Regions from separate parts of the Mus musculus genome. Here region 2 is linked to region 1. A link is a contact called in public promoter capture Hi-C data. All regions are on one chromosome and are shown on one strand. Each heading gives the region's core, a stretch centred on a gene start, on an enhancer-like site or on the middle of the called end of the contact. The rest is flanking DNA. Distances are from core to core; before and after follow the strand shown. Region 1 holds the start of Calm2 (calmodulin 2). Region 2 holds the start of Ppp1r21 (protein phosphatase 1, regulatory subunit 21).

Region 1 (3,249 bases), core at 733-3,232:
CTGTTTACATCCTGTGTCACCCAGCCATCAACAGCACATTCCTTTCAATACATGACATCCCAATAAAAATACAATGACTGCATGCAAATCCAAGGGCTTTGTAATCAGTTCTATATACATAGGTACCTAACAGAACAATTTTTTTCTCTTTAACGAAGTCCTCAGAATCTAAAGTCTTAAATATTATGAAGTTACTAGAATAGTTGTCGATGTAGCAACGATACATTTAAATATAAAACTTACTGGGGAGAACCACTGTTAAGATATAAATTCTAATTTTCCAGTAAAGATTTAAATCCTATGCTAACTAAAAAAATAATAAGTTACTATACAACTTGGAGTGTCAATTACTGCCTATAATTTACATCGTGTTTCCCCTTACAAAGAACAAATTCAGTCAGCATATTAAAATTCATTAGTTAAAAAATATATATCAAAAAGAATTCACCAAAGTTAAATGAAGGCTAGCTCTCTCAAGGTGAACACTCCCCACACCCAAGCAGGCTGGAGGTTTCAGTTGGCAGGGATTCCCAACTACTGTTTAAGATGTCACCTTGCCTCCTGGACACACCCATTGCTGTAACCATTTGGCAAGGGAGTAAAATAAGTATTGCAAATTATCGTCCTCATTAATTTTTTTAAAACAGAAAACACGAAGAGGGACTTATTTTTCAAAGCTCTTTCTAAAATCTCCTGCTCTCTTTTACACTCTTTAAGTGTACAGTTACTGACGGCCATTATTGCATAGGTGAACTGTCCGTAAGAACTAAGATCAGATGGCAACTTCCACTCTGAAACGCAAGTCGTTTTCAAGGAACTCTGCGTGTGGTAGAGGTGAACAGGAGTGCACCTGAGCACTCAAGAATTTAGCGACCCGCCCCTTAATTGCTACTTCCACTAGCTCATGGGGGCCGAAAAACGCCTTTGAGACCCTAACTGAGGTCGGTTGCTTTCCCTTTACGAGCTCTATTTTTTTTTTTTTTGAGAAAGCGCCCGACTTCCAGCAAAAGCTTGTATTCTTCAACGATTTAAAAAAAGAAAAAAAAATTAATCATCCAGTCTGGGTAGCGGAAGCCAGCACCAGATGGAGTGAACAAGCAGCAGCAGCAGCAGCCCTGCGCGGAGGGGGAGGGGGGACTGCTGGGGTCCCCTCCCCCGCCCATCCCCGCAGCGCCGCGGGCCGCCCAGACCTCCGCAGTCCTGCAGGTGCCAGCGCAGCAGCTGGGGCGCGAGCCGAGCCGAGCCGCGTAGGGCGGCGGCTCGGGGCCCCGCGCGCTCACCCCACCCGACCCCCGCGGCGGGGGTCCCCGCACGGGCTGGACCCACGGGGCGCGCCCCCGGCCCGGCCCGGCCCGGCCTCGCGGGGATGCGGGCTAACGGCGCCCGCTCGCCTCGGGGCCCCGCGCTCCTCCCCACCCCACCCCCCGCGCATGGCGGCCGGGCGGACAAAGGCGCTTCCTGGCGCCCGCGCTCGCTCGGCGGTGGCCGTTGGCGGTTTGAATCCGGCCCCCGGGGCTGACCTTTGGCGCCGCCTCGGCCGCAGCCCCTCCTGCTCTGCTCTCTCGACCGAGCCCACGGCCCCGCACCCCAGATCCATCCTCCCCCGGCCAAGCCCCGCAGCGGTCCCCCGACTCATCTAAAAGGGAACCCAAGAGGACAGGGGTGGGGGACACCTGCGACACAAGTGTCGCGGGGGGCCTCCTGGCTTTTTTTTTTTTTTTTTTTTGGTGCCGTCCCTCTGGCGAGGACAGTTCTGAGAGGGGAGGTCCCCTCTTTAGTCAATCCGCTTCAGCATCTTTCCCCGACCCGCGGGGCGCCGGCCGCTCAGCTACGCACTCACCATGCTGCAAGGGCTACGGGTTTCCGAGACGCGACCAGACAACCGCTCGACTCGCTCGCTCCACTCGGACTAATTCTCCTCCTCCGCCCCCAGCTCCTCATAAACACCTCCCTCCGCCTCCCTCCGCCAGATCCCTCCGCCTCATCCAGATAACGGAACCTAGCGAACGAGTCCCGGCCAGCCCCCGCCCCCTCCCCCCCCCCAACTCTCCGGGAGACCCCCTTTCTCCGCAGTCACTGGGCAGACACGCAAGAGAGAAAGGGGAGCAGGGGGACGGATGACGTAAGTGGGTTCCACTCCCAGGCAAGCCGTTAAAAGGCCGGGGGAACCGCGCCTGGCAGGAGCTACTTTGCGGCGCGGAGGAGCACCGCGGTGGCGGTCGACCAGGCGAACCTCGTTGAGCTTGCTGCTGATTGGCTGATTTGTACCTGCAATGCGTCACTTTCTCTCGCAGCCGGAACGCGGTTGCGGCTTCTGCCGTTGCTTGCTCGCGCCGCGCTGTCCTGGCAACTGCGCCAGGCGGCAGCGTGGCTCTCTCTGCGCTCGGCTGGAGGACCTTCTTCCACCCGTCCTGCCTGCCACAGACACACGCACACACTCACCTTCCCGCCCCGTATGGAGGTGCTGCTGACAAAAACAACACGGGCCAAAACAAAAAATAAATAAAACTGAAGGACACCCCCCCCCCCCAGTAAACACCCACCCAGCGCGCCCAGCTTCTCAGCGTTGCTGCATAGGGAGGCCGGTCGTTTTTCATTACACGGTGCCGAACCCATGCAGCTCAGCTGACAAGCTAATCAAAAAAGGGGCTTCCGTTTATGCCTACCCTTCGCTTCTCTTTCCTAGCAGTAATTTATCAGAAAGCTACTCAAACCCACTGTATCCGAGAGTGTGTGCTGTCGGTCTCCCCAAGGAGCCCCTCTGAAATTAGAAGCCCAAAGTAGACAACCAGAAAAGGATGATGGGGGTTAGAGAGGAAAATAAGGATTCCATCCTCAAAATACAGTGCCCAGAGAAGATTGATGGAACAGCCACGGCCCAGAGAGAATTAGGAAGATGGCGAAGGCAGAAAGAACTTCCCAGTTGAAAAAGCACCACCATGCAAACCCTCAAACCGTGGAGAGCAATCACTTTGTAAAAAGCAAGGCAAGATGAAACCTCAACTTCAGAAAGAAGCCTGCCTTCAGGATAGTTTCCCCGTTCAGCAAGAACATTTCGGTGCTAACAGCTATATGCACCCACTCGGAGAGTCCATTTTAACCTCCTTTACCTAAGTTAGACATCCCTCACACCTTTAAACATATCTTTTAATGAAGCCAGAGCTGGGCCCTCTTTCAGTCATGGAAACCAGACATTAAGCGGCCTTCTAATTAGCACTAACAAAGCTGACACCCTTTCGAACGAATGCC
Region 2 (3,349 bases), core at 214-2,713, 1.1 Mb after region 1:
GCTTCTGAAGTCAGCTACAGTGTACTTACATATAATAATAAATAAATCTTTGGGCCTGAGCAAGCAGGGACTGAGTGAGCCAGGCCAGCTGGAGTGAGCAGAGGTCCTAAAAATTCAATTTGCAACAACCACAAGAAGGCTCACAACCATCTGTACAGCTACAGTGTACTCATATACATTAAATAAAATAAAAATCGGAATAATGTTACTTCACATATTATGGAGATTATACACACACACACACACACACACACACAGTACATACTGTGTGTGTGTAGTCCAGACTGCTCTCAAACTTGACTTCCTCATGCCTCAGCCTCCCAAATGCTAGGACTGCTGGTATGACTAAACATGTCTGGCTACTTCCACTTCATAATTTTTAAGATTATTTATAGTATATTACAATTCACTATTTTTTTTTTAAAGACAGAGTTTCACTGGCTGGCCTGAAACTTAATATGTAAACCAGTAGAGATCCATTTGCCTGTCTGCCTTCTAAGTACTGAGATTAAAGGTTTATACAGCTGCACCCAGTGCAATTGACTTATTTAGCATAATGTTCATATGTATGTGTTTGTGTACAAATGTAGTTCATTAGTTTCAACTGTCATATTATGTCTCAAGAAACACATATCTTTCTTCATTCATATTATTCTAACAAGAAATACTTCAATGCTATACCTACATTAATCCTCAACAGAACTGTCAAAAATATTTTAAATGAAAAGGAGCAGTTTTTCATCATAAGGTATCTCAAGATATCTAGTCTAGCCGTTTTTTTTTTAAAAACAAAACAAAACATTAATGGTCTTTACATCTCAATGCGTGGTAGAAATTTTCAGAAACTGTATGTTCTTTTACGGCTTAAAATGTTCTGATAGATGAATAAGGGTCAGGGGCGGGCATGTGGCATTTGAGTAGAGAAAGGTCAATGACAAAACACAGAAGACAATGAAGGTTTTCTGATCTGAGAAGGGGAGAAGGGCAAACGGTATAAATATGTGCTAGGTTGGACGGTTTACAGTGTAGCACAAGTCTGGGTATCCAGATAATGAATGAGAAGGCGGAAAACAAGCTTCCAAGAAGCAAGCGACTGACGCTAGGCGGTTGCTATGGCGACTAGGGGACTGGGTAGCCAGAATTCTTGATGTTCTTAGAATGCTTCTCCTTGCATCCTCTGTCTCTCCCTTCGGTGTTCCATCCATTCCGTAGGCACTCATTCTCCTCCCGCTTGATTCTGGCTCGCCCGGAAACGGGTCGCCATCTTCCCGCCTCTTCCAACATGGCGTCTAGGGTCTCAGGAGGGGCAAAAGCACCGCACAGGCGGGTCCGTCGGGCCGCACATGCGCGAACCGGAGCACCAGAGGGCGGGGCGGTGATGTCAAGACGTCGCCCCGCCCCCGGTGGTCGCCCCGCCTCTGGTCCCGCTCCTCCTCCCTCCCGCCTGGAAACCCGGAAGTGGAGGAGGAGGAGGCGCGGCGGCGGCGGCGGTGCTGCAGAAGCTGGCTGAGCCCTGCCCGGGAGGAGCAAGTGTGGGGTTGGGGGCGGGGGGCGGGGCTCGGCAGCCCGGGCGGCCAGGCCTGGACGGGGCGGGGGAGGCCATGGCCTCCGCAGAGTTGCAGGGGAAGTACCAGAAGCTGGCTCAGGAGTACTCGAAGGTACCCATCGTGGGTGGGGGAGACAGGGGTTTCTGGCCCGGAGGCCTCAGCTGGCCGTGGCAGCGATTTGGGATGGTGGGGGGGATGCAGAGGGCTCCTCCTCTCCTCTCCACCTCCTGCTTCCACCATTACGATGCCTCCACCTGCAGCTCCATGGAGATAGGGCCGGGCGGTGTCTGGGTCCGTGTGCGTCTCTGCAGAAAGGAGCTGGAGTTTGAGTCTTCCTTCTCGCTGGACCAGCAGGCTTAGAAATGGAATGACAGAAATCCAAGGCACAGCTCTTGGTGCTAGCCTGAGGGGAAGGGAGGAATGAGGGACCACCCTATGCTCTCTGCTTTCTCAGTTCGCCCGATGATGGGGAAATCACCATCTCCTTTTCGCGAGGAGATGCTTTTAAAGTTAAAACGACTTATTTGCCACCACATCAGTTTGGGAGCGTAAACGGCCTCATTGGGATGGGTGCTTTGGAATACAGATGTTGTCGCCACTGATTTTGACAGCTTGGGTGGTGGGGCTGATGTCTTTTTCTCTTGCACCTTCCTTCCGTGGAATGGGGCAGTGCACACCGCAGGTTCTCCTTAAATACAGAATTATGCAAAACAGGGACCCGGCCTTCTGAAGTGTCAGTCTTTCAAATGGTGAAACCTTTTTCTTGGACAAGGGTGGTGCAGTTTCTGGGTAGGGTTTTCTGCCTGAAGAATATTCTAATGAAGTTATTAAAGCAGAATCTCACGCCTTTGAAAAGGATTCGGTAGTCGTGTTTAATTTCCAATTATCTTGGCATTCACAGAAGCAATGAAAAGATTTCGCCCTTTTTCTAATTTGAAAAAAAAAAAAACCCAAGTGTACGACATCCCCCTTTATGATTTTATTAAGCTTGTATTTGGGAAGGTAAAGTGAAATATAAAGAAATGATACTGGCACCTAAGCGTGCACCCTTAAGTCCTCAGCATCAGATGGGAGCCTTGATGGCATTCAGCTTATCACTCACCTTGTCCACTCCCTTTGTAGTTCCGTCTGAAATCCTCGTAGACTTCTGTGGCTCAGCGCCTGAGATAGTGCATTGTCTTTTGGGGGAGGATTCCCTTGTTTGGAACAGTTCCATATAACGAAGGAGGGTGGGTGGAGGATGGCAGTGCCCAAATTTGCCACTACTATTTTTGGTTGAAAATGTTTCATGCATATAAAGTAAGGGGCCCGATTTCCATCTCTGGAGGGTAAATAACTTTGAAAGTTTGGTTCCAAATGGCCAGTGAGTAGAGTTCCAGAAGGGCTCAGAGCAGTGGCCGTGTTGCGGGAATAATTATATCACCTCCTAAAGTAATGAAAGGCATGGAAAGGTTTTATTCTTTTGGGTATGTTAATGTGTTCAACAAACTCATGTTATATGTGCACCCCGCAAGCAGTGTGCCAGGCTCAGTTGAGAAAGCCGGAGTTCAAGCTGCACAATCACCTTTAATAGACCCTTAAATTAGCGTGGCCTGCAATTATGATACAGTGTAGCAAGTGATGGTCAGCGCAGCTCAGAGGAGAGGTCACTGGGGAAGGGGGAGTTCCTTACACTAGGGAGTAGGGAAGGGGATGAAGAGAGTGGTAGCTTTCCATGTAACTCGGTTAGCCTATGCTGGCTGTCCTGAAAACATCTTAAGATACATGGCAGGCAGAGTGTGGTGAAGGGAGAGTGGGCTAGA

The links. Promoter capture Hi-C pulls out the DNA fragments that hold promoters and counts their contacts.
Region 2: a contact with region 1 is called in a promoter capture Hi-C map of pre-B cells, with 3 times the contacts expected there. The contact joins the promoter of Ppp1r21 here to the promoter of Calm2 in region 1. A contact is called at or near these places in 3 of 39 promoter capture datasets (the C10 cell line, liver and pre-B cells).

The regions. Positions count from the first base shown.
Region 1 is chr17:87,444,953-87,448,201 of GRCm38.p6, forward strand. It overlaps Calm2 (calmodulin 2), which reads right to left and starts at 1,983. Exons shown (of 6, transcript NM_007589.5): 1 at 1,841-1,983. The coding sequence starts at 1,843.
Region 2 is chr17:88,528,661-88,532,009 of GRCm38.p6, forward strand. It overlaps Ppp1r21 (protein phosphatase 1, regulatory subunit 21), which reads left to right and starts at 1,464. Exons shown (of 22, transcript NM_028658.4): 1 at 1,464-1,658. The coding sequence starts at 1,602.